Linked DNA regions of Mus musculus: region 2 is linked to region 1. Evidence: chromatin contacts called from public Hi-C data. All regions are on one chromosome and are shown on one strand. The core of a region is the stretch at or near the end of the contact, and the rest is flanking DNA. Distances in the headings are between cores, read along the strand shown. Region 1 overlaps Gm41531 (a long non-coding RNA gene). Region 2 overlaps Gm34916 (a long non-coding RNA gene).

Region 1 (7,272 bases), core at 2,444-4,943:
GCCCCTTCATGCAATAGACAACTTCATGCAGTAGATGGGGTGTTGGGGACCTCTCCAAGGGGAGTTAAGGGAAAACCTTGTTCTCTTATGTGTGCTCCAGATTCAGAAATATATAAACTCATTCCTCGAATTGTCAGAGCCCACCCTGGCTGTGGCTACCTGGCCCTCAGGTTAGATCTGAAGCCAGCTCGCCCTCCACAGACACTGTTGTGAGTTCTTGACAGTGGCCTCAGTTATTTGAGTATTCGGGCTATTTTTCACATAACTCTGGTTTGATTAAAACCCAAATACATTTGGCCAACCACGTTTCCCTTTAATTTTTCAGCAGATATTTATTTTAAGGGAAATATAAGCCATGTATTACCAATTCCCCTTGTTGCGGCCTCCAAGCCAGCCGTTGGTGGTTGGGGGCCCCTGCCAGTGCCCTAGACTGTCCCTGAAAGTCCCGTTCAGGGGAGACAGCCACCCACTACACAGCCATGCACAGAACCCACAGTGAACGGCCTGTAGTCCTCTGATACGTGCTGGGTGCGGATGTGTGTCAGTTCTGAACAGGACTGAGATTTTGTTGTTGTAACTTATAACCCATGATTTGTGAGTGGTTTTAGACTAGGAAAAACATGTTTTTGCTGCTCTGACTGACGGAGATCTCAAGTCTGAGGGAACGATCTGACATTCCCAGACCCGGTCATCTACAGAAAACTTTCCAGGACCCCATTCTCTTTCTGTCCTGAGCTACTGGCTGATCTACTGACGAGAGGGAGAATGGGAGGCGAACATGTCATTGAAAATGTTCGATCCTCTTTATGCATCTCTGGGGAATGGTGCAGCCAATGTGGAAATCAGTGGAGGGGGCTCTTACAAAAACTAAAAATAGAACTTTCCAGATTAGCCTGTTATACCCCTCCTTAGTAAGACCCAATGCCGACGTGTCTTAGAGATACTTGCAAATATTCATGTGTTCACTGCAGCACTGCTCATGCTGGCCAAGTTTATTATGGTCAACCTAGATGCCCATGACAGATGTGGGCGAGATGTACCACAGATGTGGGCGAGATGTACCACAGATGCACAATAGGGTTTTATTTAGCCATAAAGAAAGAAGTATTTGTGGGAAAATGGGTGCGACTGGCGATCACTGTACCAAAGAAAATGAGTCAGATTCGGAAAGATACATATCATATCTTTCTTTTCTCGTCTGTGAGTAATAGGATTTATACAGACACACAGAATCACACATACATGTAGAACATGGGAATAAAAATAATGCTAGGGTGACAAAGGGGATGGCAGGAGAAGAAGGGGGAGGAGGAGAGATGCTTGACATATCTGAAATATTATTGAGAAGGACTTTGTATAACACATCGGCATGTATTCATGTATAGTGAATTTTAAATAATAGTTTAAAATTTTTTCAAGCCAGGCATGGTGGCGCACACAATTTAATCCCAGCACTCAGGAGTCAGAGGCACTCAGATCTCTGAGATTGAGGCCAGCCTGGTCTACAGAGTGAGTTCCAGGACAGCCAGGGCTATACAGAGAAACTGCCATGAAAAAAAAAAAATGAAGCTCACAGAAATTTCCTTTCTAAGCCAACCACGACAGCAACATCATTTCCTCAAAAGGAAAACACAAAGCTCTCTTTAATCAGCTTGCCATTACTCATTACTGTAACAAAAAACCTGAGACAATTAGCTTGTGAAGAGAAAGGTTTACTGTGTCTCGTGGTTTTAATAGTTCCAGCCCACGCTTGGATGGACTCAGCTTTTGGGGCATTTCGGGTACTGATAGGGAAAATGAGACAGAAGAAACTTCACATCCAGGAGGCCAACAGAGAGGAGGAAAATCCCAGAGACCCGTGGGATTTTCTCCGCAGGCCATGCCCTCGGCATCTAAGGGCCAGTTAGTCTATCTCTATCTTCTTCTACTTCCCAGTGGCACTGCCGTGAGGAGCCTTTGACACGCACCCAATGGGGGATACCAGACACCTAAATACAGCATTTTATTGCTATCCCCAAAGGCTCATGTCCATCTCACAGTGCAAAAGACCCTCAGTCCATCCCAGGATTATCCAAGTCTCACCTGTTCAGTGTCACCCCAAGGGACACGTCTGAAGACTCCCTTGAGATTCCAGACAAACTTGACCAGGAGCCCCTGTAACAAACCTTCGACACCCAGATTCATACTCTAAAAATGAAGAATAGAGAGAAGCAGAGAGGAGGTACCAGGCCAAGACTGAAACTCAGCAAGGAAAACATAACTTGAAGTCATAGTCTCCATGGCAACTTCTAAGGATCATGATCATGGGCCATGAACTCTGAGGAACTCCACCCTTACAACATGGCTGGTTGCAACACACATGACTGCTCTCCCAGGCAGGCTTCCCACGCTATCGATAGTTTTCCAAACACATGCTTCATATTCCTGGGTCTCCACTGTCCTATTGATGACTGCACGGATCATCTCTGATCCTGCCACACACTGCCCTGGCATCGAGAGCATTTCCTTGAAATCCCACTGGAAGCCTCTGACAGCATAACAACTCGTACCCTCTGCCCATCTGCAGAACCAGTATGGTGGAGACGATTGTGAGGTGTGCTTGAACCAACAGGTATGCTTGAGCCATATTTATGGTACCCTTGGGACATTTCACGGGCTGAGCAGAAGGAAGTGGATCTGAATCCAAGGACAGTTCTGGGCATGCAGAACACTCCAGGGCTCTTTGGGTTGGGGGTGGGGGAATCTGCCCTGGAAAAATCTCTGAAACACATTTGCATTTCTACACTTCTGAGCCTCTGGTAAAGGCCTGGAGCACTTGGGTGCTTTATGTTGAACTGTTGACTGTACCTGCCCTGGATAGAACAAAAATAGACACTTCTTTCTTGGCCGTGCCACAGGTTTTCCAGATCCTGCTATTCTGCTCCCCCTTTGATGCTGATCCTCACTTATAAAGTTGGCTAAAGAAGAGTTACACTCACTCATCTGTCTGGACACTGTGCTGCCTTCGAATTCTCTCCACCAGAGGAGTTGTCTGTCACCTTTTAAGCTCAGTCTTAACAAGTCCCAGGACACGGACAAAATGCAATCATTTTTTTATGTTGTAGTACAAATACGGATAGCCTCTTTATAGTTCCCAGGAGACTGTTCTGTTCATGTTCATCTGAAACCTCATCAAGATGGCCTCTACTGTCTACATTTTCTTCTACATTCTGTTCTGAGCTTGCGCAGAATTGCCAATACAGTCTCCTCAATGTGCTCCAGGTTTTTCTGGCTGCTCCTTTGAGGCCCTCCAAGCTCCCCCTATAAAGCAAAGCCTCCTCCATCTTGCCAATATAGCTGTACCAATGATCTCACTCCTGACACCGATTCTTTATATTAATCAGATAGACCAAGATACCTAAAATAATGAACTTATGAAAATGTTTATTTTCAATGATGGTTTGAAAGGTCTAGTCCAAAATTGGGAATACCCACCCTTTAATGAGCCAGAAAACAACAGAGAGAGGGGGGAGAGAGAAGAGAGTCAGGGAAGAGAGAGAGAGAGAGAGATCAGAGCCTCATAGTCCCTTAAAGACAGGGAAAAGCTAAAGACCCGTTATGTCTTTTGTAGGTGCTATTACAAGCACATGACAGTGACAGCTGGGCAGTCGTCATGCCAGGCGTCCATGAAGACTCCCAGCGAGTCAGCCCGGTGTGGGCTCACTTGTGTCCCACAGCCCTACCGTTTACAAGAGCTTGGCTGGTATAACTGTGACCACAGTGTGACTCATTGCTCCTTTATTGGCTCCTGTTTTATTTCAACAGCCGTCACTCATGGTCGTCTTCCGTGCCCACAGCCAACCCTCTATAAGTAGGAAATGTGCTAAGTGAGGATCCTCAGGCTCCATCCCAGGTACGGGCTCTGCGGCAGTGACACCCAGAACTCTCTGTTTACTCAGCCTTAACACAGTGAGGTCAGGTGCGGCACTGCTGAAGTTTCAGAGTTTAGAACAAATGAACGCAAGTGGGTTTGGATAAGCCAGGATCCATATAGCCTCAGTATATACCCTACAGAAAACCTCCAGACAGTGGGACCAATAGAGAAAGCTGCATATGTAACCCCTGAGGAGTCTCACCCTGACACCTGAAGGCTGTTGACATGGTTTACAGCAAAAGGGACTTTACAGATGAGCCCTGGTCAGAAGCCTTGGGGTTGGAGGTTGGGAGGAGGTATGGCCCTAGATTGCCTAGTGAGCCCTGGACATAGTCACAAGTATCCTTGGGAGAAAGAGGAAGAGAGTCTCTTATATGACTTTCTCTGGAGAGAAATAAACACATATCTGTTCTCCCTAGATAGTGTACTAATGATGGCAGATCTTAAGAACCATGATTCCCAATCTAACATGGTGAACCAGAGTTTATTCTGGGTACTCTCAGGACCATGGGTGACTCCAAGACAGGGAGCATCATAAGAGAGTCTCACCTGGCCTGGGTAAAACTCACAGGGTTGGCATCCCTGGAGCTCCCTGCCCAATGCAACTACCACAGTCCTCTCTCCAGCCATTGTTAAATGGCTTTGTGTGGTTGGGAGAGGGGGTGTTCCTCAGCGCCATAAATACCTCCCTCTAGAAGGAAATGACTACCTGACCATCTGTTCAATGCAAAGAGCTGATACATTCCATGAGCAGAAGCTACACCGGGTGACACATTTAGAAGGTAGAGAGGTACACATGCCTCTAGAAACTGGAAAGGGCCAGGAAAGGTACAGTGCCTGGGACCTGAAGAATGGACCAGCCCTGCCCACACTTTCCCCTTTCCAGTGAGTCTGACTTCAGGTTTCTGACCTCAGGAACTCTGGGACAGCAGGTCTATCCTGCTTTCAAATCACCAAGTGAGTGGACTTGCCGTGGCAGCAATAGGAAGCTCAGAGTTCCCGTGCCAGGTCCAGGGACAGGAGGACTGACCACATCCATATCCACTGGTTCCTGCAGTTCGCTGGGTCTTGCCCGCCATCATTTCCTGATGGGACATAGTGTGGCACAGGATGGGCAAAATCCAGCAGAAGAGAGGGACATCTCTTGGTCTTTTCGAAGAGTAAAAACTCTCGCTTAGAAATGGCAGCAATCCTCCTTTGAACCAGTCAAAACAGACCAGCTTCCCACAGATGCCATTTGGTCCTGAGACACCGGCGCATGCTGATTTCTGCTGAGAAGAGTTCAGGTGTGAAGGGTGTGAGGCAAGCATGGGTGTAGTTGCTGGGCCGATTCATCTCCACAGCTGCAGGAGAGCAGTCTATACCCCATATAAATGTTTCATGGCCAAGAGGACAGGGACCTAAAGGTCTCACATGGCGCCCGCCACATACTGACCTGTCGGGCATCTCCCCCTCTCATTCAAGAATCAGAAGCAATCGACAGAAGCTGGCAACAGAACGAAGGGGCTTTGCGACAAACCATGAATCTTACCAGAAACTGGGGGGACCAGGGACTGTGGTCTCTAGCCAGAGGAGAACAGGAACATCTAACAGGAGTTCAAAAGGCTCCCCACGATGTCACAGGCAGAAGGGGCTTGCATGTAACAGCAGTGTGGCCCATGTCAGTTGTATCTTTCGATGATGGAGCCACTGCAGAGGCCAGTCAACATCAGGACCATCCAGTCAGCATCATTGTCACAGCTGCATGGTCTGCGGCAGAGTTCTCAGGACAAAAGTCAGAGGGATAGAGAGACTTCCCTGTCCCCCAGCTGACCAGGAGCTGTGAGCAACTCAGAGCACTGTCAAGTGGAAAAACAAACACTACACTAAAAAACTCTCCACTCCCCTGCTTAAATGTGAAGAAGTTTGGTGGAGAGAACAGAAAATATACCCCCCCAAACATCAGAGTGTTTGTGCAGATATAGACATGACACTCCCACCCTCACCCCCAACTCTGTTCTGCTTGTGTGGCACCTGGTTATTCCTGCAAACTTCTGGGGACAGCATCTTCTCTGAATGCTGCAGGGAGAGACTATTAAAAAACGGCACTGTGTCTTCCATCCTGGTCATAGGTGGGGCCCGCTGGGGTCTGAAGAAGCCAAGGGTCTTTGTTCAAAATTTAATCCCGTGCCTAGAGGTTTGAGGATGCCAATTGTTTGAGAGTTTTCTTTGGGGATGAAATACATACTTTACTAAGTCAACAGATTACTAAGCATCTGGTGGTATGAAAACACAGAACCAAACCAAACCAAACCCCAAGAGATGCCTTTATTTAAAAAACGCCTCTAACCATGTGCACATGTGGCTGGGCCACCTCTGTGGTACCAATCTTTTAAGTCCTGAAAGCAGAAAGATTATAAATGTCAGGTTTTATGAGGCCATGGAGAAAAAAGGATGTATTGGCTCAGATATTCTAAACCATTGAATGTATGGACTCCATTACACGGAGCAGTGTAAGACCTGTCCAAACAGCCGTGTGCAGTGGACGTTTAAAGGCACAGAGAAGCATTCCTGATGTCAATTCCATACTGACACTTCCAGGACGAATGGGCCCAGAGGCCGGATCTGGTTTCCAGCTTCAGGTGACTCATTCTCAGCCCCAAAGACCTTGTTCAGAGCTATGCCACCTCGGAGAGGAGCCAATTCCATGTGAGAGAGAGAGGCTGAGGAGGAAACAAGAAGCCCCTGGATTACCAGTGTGTCATCATGACACTGGTCCCAAAGGGATCCTCCTGTCCCCAGTGCAAAACTCCTCACCTCAGAGCAACCCCTCACCCCAGAGAGACATGGGAGACACATTGTTCTTGCTCACCTATAAGCCTATCTGCTGCTCATGACTGTCCATGGAGACCCTCCAGGACTGACAGCCAATGGTCTTCAACTTTATCATACACAGACACGTAGTGAATGTTGGAACATGGCTTTCTTATAGGGGGATTTCTGTGGAGAGTGTAGTATGATACCTGTCTTATAGATAAGTTTGGCATGGAGTATCAACATTCTCAAAGCTAAGTAGAGACAGAATGAAGCTCAAGTTCCCCTACCTCCATCTGGTCCCACAGCCAAGTACTGTGTCCTGGCCCAAGAAGTGATACTTGATAGTCACAGTGATAACACACATGCAAAAAGTAAGTCTGGAGTGTGCCTCACCCAATCCCACTAAGACTCTGGGAGTTGTGGTAGCTTAAGGCCCAACCTGAGGTTCTACATCAGATCTTGCGACTTCTGGAATGGAACATCAGAGAATGGCAACCATCCTGTGCTCATGATTTCCTGGGACCTAGAACCATTTCTGCAAATACTGTTCTTTGAAACTCCAG
Region 2 (6,863 bases), core at 3,499-5,998, 270 kb before region 1:
GATTCATTTCCAAAGTTCTCAGAATCACGCGTGTGGTTGTTCAGGGCATAGGTCCGGTTTCTATATGTTGCCTCTTCATGTTTTCTTCTGAGATGGGGGTCTCATCATATGGTTCAGGCCAATCCTAAAATTCCTAAACTCCCAAATGCTAAGAAGCAAACCACTGTCTTTGGAAGAATATCCCCTTCTTTTTATTCAGCATTTTCAACCTGATATGATTTTCTTTCCCGGACGTTTAGAAAACAGTAGAAACCTTGCAGAAAACTGTTCCCCTCTCTCCCTTGCTTCAGTGATCCTTAGCTCTCATCACCCTTGTTGACTTTGTTTGGAGTTTGTGTGTTCATTCCAATTACTTTTAATTCATTTTTAGCACAGTCTCTATCTCCTCCATTGCTTCACGTGTTATCTGAATGTATCTTTATAACCCCATCTGAAAGTGGATTTCATGTAGAAAACAGATAATTGGGTCTTTATCATGGTTATTTGTTCTGACAATGTTTGCCATTAATATTTGGACCATTCTTGCTTACCTAGGATAGCAGATTGTGATCAGCATCTGATGTGTCTTTCACTGAATCGCTGCCTCTCTCCCTCCCTCCCTTCCTCCCCTTTCTTCCTCCTTCACTCTAGTCTAAACCTCAGGGCCGACCCCACCCCCTATTGCATGTGAACGATCATCTGCAAGTTATTAAGATCTTCGAACCCATCTTCCATGGCAGACGATGGGCTCTGAGGAATCCTTAGATTGGCTCATTGCTGTAGGCAATGGAATCTTTAGTGCTCAAGCATCAATCAAAAGTGAATCTAAACAGAAGATTTCTTTAGACACACACTATACTCATCTCTACCCCCGTGTCCCTCTGGTCCCATGCCTTGAGCCCCCATACACATTGCACCACCCACATGTGTGGGTTTGCCCACCATTCCTTTAGCTCCACTCTGGGAAGAGGTGGCCACAGCTTCTTGGCACAGGCTGAGGGACCCTTGTGCGAGGCGTAAGTGGGAAGTAGAAACAGCTATATCAAACCACACACACCTCTAGTCTAGGACTCAACTCAGCATGCCACCGTGCTGGGGATGCAGCAGATAACTTCAAGCAAGGGCTACAGGCAGGAACCCTGCAGCCTAGAGAGAACTGACTTTATCTTCTTTGTCTCTATTGAAATTTTCAGAAAAAAATTTGAACAGATTGTAATTCAAGCCCCTTTATTTACTACAAAAAAGCCAAAGCTATTGAGCATAAAGTAAGAAGCTATAGGTAAATAGATCTCTCTAGCCTTTTGACTCAGTACTCACAAGACATTTTACTTTATTTTATTTATTTATTAGATTTAACTTACTAATCTCACCCATAATTTAATCTTCACTTGAATCATAACATTTTTAGAATTGAAGCAAGAAGCAAATTTTTCATCAAATTCCTTCATTTCTCAAGTAGGAAAATGGAGGCTTAGTACATTCAAAAGGCTTGCCAGAGAGAAGGTGACTTGATAAATGATCAAGTGAAACCCCGGTGTACTGTACACTCTCCTCTGACCAGGCTGCACACGTCATTCTTAGATCAGACAATGAACTCACTCACAAAGCAACAACACACAACTCAAAGGACAGATGACCTATGCCCAGCCAGCAGGCAGTGTGCACTAGAGCAGTCCTGGAGGAGCTGTGAACTTGCAAGGGAAGGCTGCAACCAATACATCACATGTGACTTCAGTGTGGTGTTTCTTGGGACCTGAGAGATCTCCACTGAGGGGTATAGACATAAGTACATCAATTTGTAATTTACCACATGCCTATGCTTTAGTAAAAGATGATTAAAATTGTAAAATATCTTTTAAACTAAATACATTATAAAATATAGTCAATTCTTAAATTACCCAAGGAATGAACTCCTAAATGCTTATCTAAAAAGTCCTCGCTCACTTTGCTTAACGGAGTCCTGCTTCTTCCCTCAGAGCCCAGTGCTAGTCAGGGAGACATTGAACCTTCAGTTTCAAAATGAAACCACATTTACATTATACATGCTTGCACTGTGGAAACCAGAAAGCTATAGCTAATCTTTAGCCACTTTGTGAAATTCAGACTGTTTGCCAGACACAGCTGTGAGCATAGAGCAGCTGGCGTGCTCCCCCAGCAAGCTCTAGGCCACCAGATTCCTCGTCCTACTCCACTATGTCATAGAAGCATCCACACTTTGGCCTTCCTTCTTCTTGAGCTTCATGTGGTCAGTGAGTTGTGTCTTGGATATTCCGAGCTTTTATTCCTAATATCCACTTATCAGTTGAGTACTCCCATGTGTGTTCCTTTGTGACTGGGTTACCTCACTCAGGATGATACTTTCTAGTTCCATTCATTTGCCGGTGAATTTTATGATGTCATTGTTTTTAATAGCCAAGTAGTACTCCATTGTGTAAATGTACCACATTTTCTATATCTATTATCTCTATTGAGGGATATCTGGGTTATTTCCACCTGCTGGTTATTATAAATAAGGCTGCTATGAACATAGGACGATGAGAGGGGAGGCCCTTGGTCCTGTGAAGGCTTGATGCCTCAATGTAAGGGATGCCAGAGCAAAGGGGCAGGAATGGGTGGGTGGGTAGGAGAGCACCCTCATAGAAGCTTGGGGGAGGGGTGGGGATTTGAGGAGGGGAAGCCCCGAAGGGGGGTAACATTTGAAATGTAAATAAATAAAATAATGAATAAAAATTAAAAAATAAAATAGCCAATAAAATACATATACATTTAAAAAAAATATGGGACATTCCATTCACTATTCCCAGCTCCTAGATGAAGCCCAGTATACAAGACACAACCCTCTCAAGGGTTATTGGATTTAAAAGTGATAGGTCATTTCCATGGTCTAATTTTCAATAGCTCCCAACAGTCTAAAATATACTAACATGCGAGTTTTTATCTACAACAAAGATTTTCTCTATATTGTAACTGGTGACTTTTGAGTACAGCAGTGACATGTGCTTCAAGACCACTGTCCTTCCAAGGTAGGGGGAGTGTACAGCAGAGAACAGGCATCCAGCCTTGCTGGATTGGAGACTAATGTGTTAATGACAGATGTGGGCAGCTGTAAGGAGAAAGGTTAGCCCAATGTAGGATTGGTGAGGCTGACACTGATGGAGAACGGAAAAGTTTCACTAAGTGTAATAGTTGTTTCAAGTTGGTCTCATAGGGTGGGGCCTAGCCTCTACTCTGCAGTCACCAGGGTTAAGGTTACCCATGTCATACTTCCAATCGTCAACACCCCTTACCAAGCTCAGAAAGGGGTGTCCTGGGAACAAAGTGACGAGAAGAAGGACGGGCAGAGAGCAAAAGAACCACAAGGCAGGGCCTCTGGAGTCTTGATTTATGCTGTTTTCCTGGGAGGCTCAGGCATAAAGCAGCACTAGCTCACCTATGCTAAGAAGCCCTGCATGTGAGGACTCAGAGAGATAGTTCAAGACCTGGGTGATTTCCACCTGTCAGCCTGGGAGACTTTGACAGTTTCTTCTGATTTGTGACCCTGCTCAGGCAGAGCACCATTAGGAACCAAAAGCCTCAAACTCAGCCAAAAGCCTGAGTTCTAAGCAGGAAGTTCACGCATCATACAAGCAGGGGCAAATGTTGGTGCCTCTGAGGCTCACCGTTGTGACATCATTACTGAGGATGCAAACATGTCTCACTGCACTGCTGGGTCCTTACAAATGGTTGTGCGTATGTGTTTACACGGACCCAGCAGTGTGTCCTTACAAATGGTCGTGTGTATGTGTTTACACAGAGACATTTAATTTGTGCATACTTATTTGTAGCTAGAGTTATAAAGCAACTTTATTTCACTAAGGACTGTTATTTTAAATATAGGCTGGGAGTACAGCTCACTGCTTTAGCAGCTTGCCTGGACCCTAGATTAGGTATCAGATATGATAAAATAAAAAGAGACAAACTAAAAAAAAAACATTTAAATAATAGCAGCAATAAAAAACAGATTAAAATAATGTGAAAGCCTGTTCATTTTTAGCATTCTTTTTCCTCCTATGGGTTTGCCAAGCCAGTGAGACATCCTGGGTAAACTCAGAGTGAGCTAAGTGTGAAAGTCTTAAGAGTACCACTGTTTAGAAGGTGGCCTGCTGGAATGGTTCCCTTACTTGCTTGCTTGCTTGCCTGCCTGCCTGCCTGCTTGCTTGTAATATTGTATTTGCCCATTATACTGTGCAAAAAATTTTATTCCCATGATGGGGAGGTGTGGGTCAACACTGGTAATGCCTAAGAAACCATGCATTTCCTCCCTACATTCCTTCAAGTAAAAACAAGCAAAATATGAAATTTGGTGTCTGAGCTTTTTAGGCAATTTAATTAGGATTCACCACTGATGCAAGTTAGAAACATGACAAATTAGGTAAGCCAGTCGGAAAACAGAAGTGACACTGTTTAAGCAGTCTCCATAATTCATTTACATTATCTTATAGATATACGCCATTACTATTCCTTTACCCGAAGTTTCAAAGGTAGAGGCAGAAGGAGCAAACATTCAAGGCCATCCTTGGTTAAATGGAAAGTCCCAGAGTCTAACCTGGGCTTTATCTTTAAAAAGAGACAGGAGGATATCTTAAAAAAAAAAAAAAGTCGCATAGATGACTTGTGATTTCTCAGTAAGGAGCCCAATAGCTGGGATTTGATAACGGTATGAGTCACAGTCCTATCTGAAATGAAGAGTCTTGGAAATTAGTCCCAAAGCCAGCTGTTCATTTTCCTGTGGCTAAGGATTGGAGTCTACAGCTGCTCCTCATCAAGTGTCCTGAGGTGGCTTCTACAGGCTGTGTTTCCCACATGAAGTGGACCTCAGAATCCTAAGGTCTTAACACTCTCTTTGGGAGCAGATGGTTTCTTGGAGCCTTTACAGGCAATGGAAATGGGATAGAGCAAAGGGCGTCCCACTTGCCCTGGAATGAGTCGCCTTAGTCAGCTCTCCCAGCAGGTTTCTATATCAGCCTTAAGCCACTGATAGGACTGTTTGCTACTGGACATTAATTAGCCCCAAGATGCTTATTTCCTGAGAAATGGGTAAGATGCAGACATTTTTTTTTCCACTTAGCTTAAATGTCACTTTAAATGTCATTTTTCATCCTTTAAAGAGCTCTCACAGTTATGCCCTGGGCCTACTTAGGACTTTCAAAGAGCCACCTCCTTCTTTGGTTACTGTACCATGGCCTCCCCTCAATAAAAGCTAAAAACTGAGGGACAACCAGGTTCTCTGGCTACTAGTTGCTTGATCCCAGTTGACTTATGGGTGGTTGCTTTGGAGTGTTTACTAACCTGGGCAGTCCCTATCCCCCATGAGCTGTGCTGTGAACAGCATCTTTGACGATGGCATATGGTTACTGTACAGGGTCATCAATCCACTTCTGTCAAAGGGGTGAATTTAGGAGGAATGACTCAAAGAGAAGGTTGGACACCTCTATAAATCTGAATGGTCTTTGCCTCCATGTCACACACACACACACACACACACACACACACACACACACAGAGAGAGAGAGAGAGAGAGAACAAACACAAACTCATACATACACACTCACAAGGACATGCACACACCAACCAGAAAGCATCCTAAGTCCTGGAGGAAATAAGAGCATAAAACCTGTGCTGCACACGGAGACTCTTCTTGGAGCCAAATCCTCTATGTTCTTCATCTCGCTGGTCTGCCAAACAACTTGTCCTTAATTCGTGAAGTGTCAACCACATCCACCACTTGATTCAGTGACACCAAGGTAAACTTGTATGTGCTGGTCATACTCCCCAGGATCTGATGTCCTCTGGCTATGAGTCACGAGATCCCAGAGAAGCAGGAGTTCTGAAGCCAGGCCCCTGTGCTCAGAGTTATAATGTTTGGGTATTTCAGGAGGTAAGCTCACATTTCCTGAGTATTTTTAGATGTGTAGGTTGACTTAAAATAGGTAGCAATGTACATTCAGTGTATTTTTAGGCAATTTTTTCTGAAGTGTGTGAAGACACACATGTGCACATAACACACACACACACACACACACACACACACACACACACACACACTCCATAACTAGGCCAAAGCAGAAGAGAAGTCATTTAACTTTTATAATTGGATGATACCAAGTGTCTACAAATCAAAATGGCATGTGCCAGCCTTATGGGAAGCGACAATATACACTGTCCCCTCACACGTGGTCTGAGAGAGAATGCTTTCAGTATTTCTTGTTCCTACCCCTCACTCCAAGCAGCAGAGGAGGAAGCTCCAGAGAGCATCTCTGTCAGGCCTGTCTGTAAACCCTGGGATGCTGGTCATGGAATCTTGACTTAATCCCACACAAGTGGTCCATCTTGGACTAAGGGGATTTGGAAAAATTAACATCCTTTTCCACTAAGTTAAATTTGAATGTAATGTAATTTGTGATCACCAAGGACTAAAACAAGACAGGAGTAATTAATTATGTTATATATGTGAAGAAAAGTTTGAGTGTGGTTATTTACAATGGTCTCAGGGTGTATTGAATGTGAAATGAAAGAGAGCTATGCAGGCCGACAGCTGGTTTAAATTAAATAAAGCCTGACTCAGAATATTAATTTCTAAATGCTGTATGCATGATTATGCATTGTACACTTTGCATGATCTCACTGAGTACCACAACTTCCATAACATTTTTTCTTAACTTCCAGGGCTCCTGTGTGTATACAGACATCTTCCAGGGCTCCTGTGTGTGCACAGACATCTTCCAGGGCTCCTGTGTGTACACAGACATCTTGCAAGGAACCTTTGTGACCACACAGTCTCTAGGACTGAAGAGAATTACGAACACGTTTATTGATGCCTTTATTGCTCTTCCCTCCCAGATTTT

What was found. A called contact is a pair of places that touch in the nucleus more often than the background predicts.
Region 2: a Hi-C map of myocytes shows a contact between it and region 1, with 2.5 times the contacts expected there. The contact joins two enhancer-like sites. A contact is called at or near these places in 1 of 39 promoter capture datasets (embryonic stem cells), 4 of 15 datasets of contacts at CTCF or cohesin (the NIH/3T3 cell line, embryonic stem cells and stem cell-derived epiblast-like cells), 149 of 484 Hi-C or Micro-C datasets (the AML12 cell line, the AtT-20 cell line, B cells and 70 more), 22 of 115 datasets of contacts at active chromatin or transcription factors (the NIH/3T3 cell line, astrocytes, cardiomyocytes and 12 more) and 1 of 9 other capture datasets (embryonic tail).

Annotation. Positions count from the first base shown.
Region 1 is chr17:14,236,587-14,243,858 of GRCm38.p6, reverse strand. It overlaps Gm41531 (a long non-coding RNA gene), which reads right to left. Exons shown (of 2, transcript XR_876621.1): 2 at 4,379-5,751. Among named protein-coding and RNA genes, the nearest start is that of Gm34567, 9.5 kb to the left of the region's middle. Within about 2 kb of position 3,693, at least 8 of the 459 cell types and tissues checked have an H3K27ac peak or open chromatin away from gene starts, as enhancers often do. A contact at or near this core is called in myocytes, where this site is marked.
Region 2 is chr17:14,503,561-14,510,423 of GRCm38.p6, reverse strand. Gm34916 (a long non-coding RNA gene) reads left to right here. Exons shown (of 3, transcript XR_385417.2): 3 at 6,685-6,863. Among named protein-coding and RNA genes, the nearest start is that of Gm34916, 15 kb to the left of the region's middle. Within about 2 kb of position 4,748, at least 8 of the 459 cell types and tissues checked have an H3K27ac peak or open chromatin away from gene starts, as enhancers often do. A contact at or near this core is called in myocytes, where this site is marked.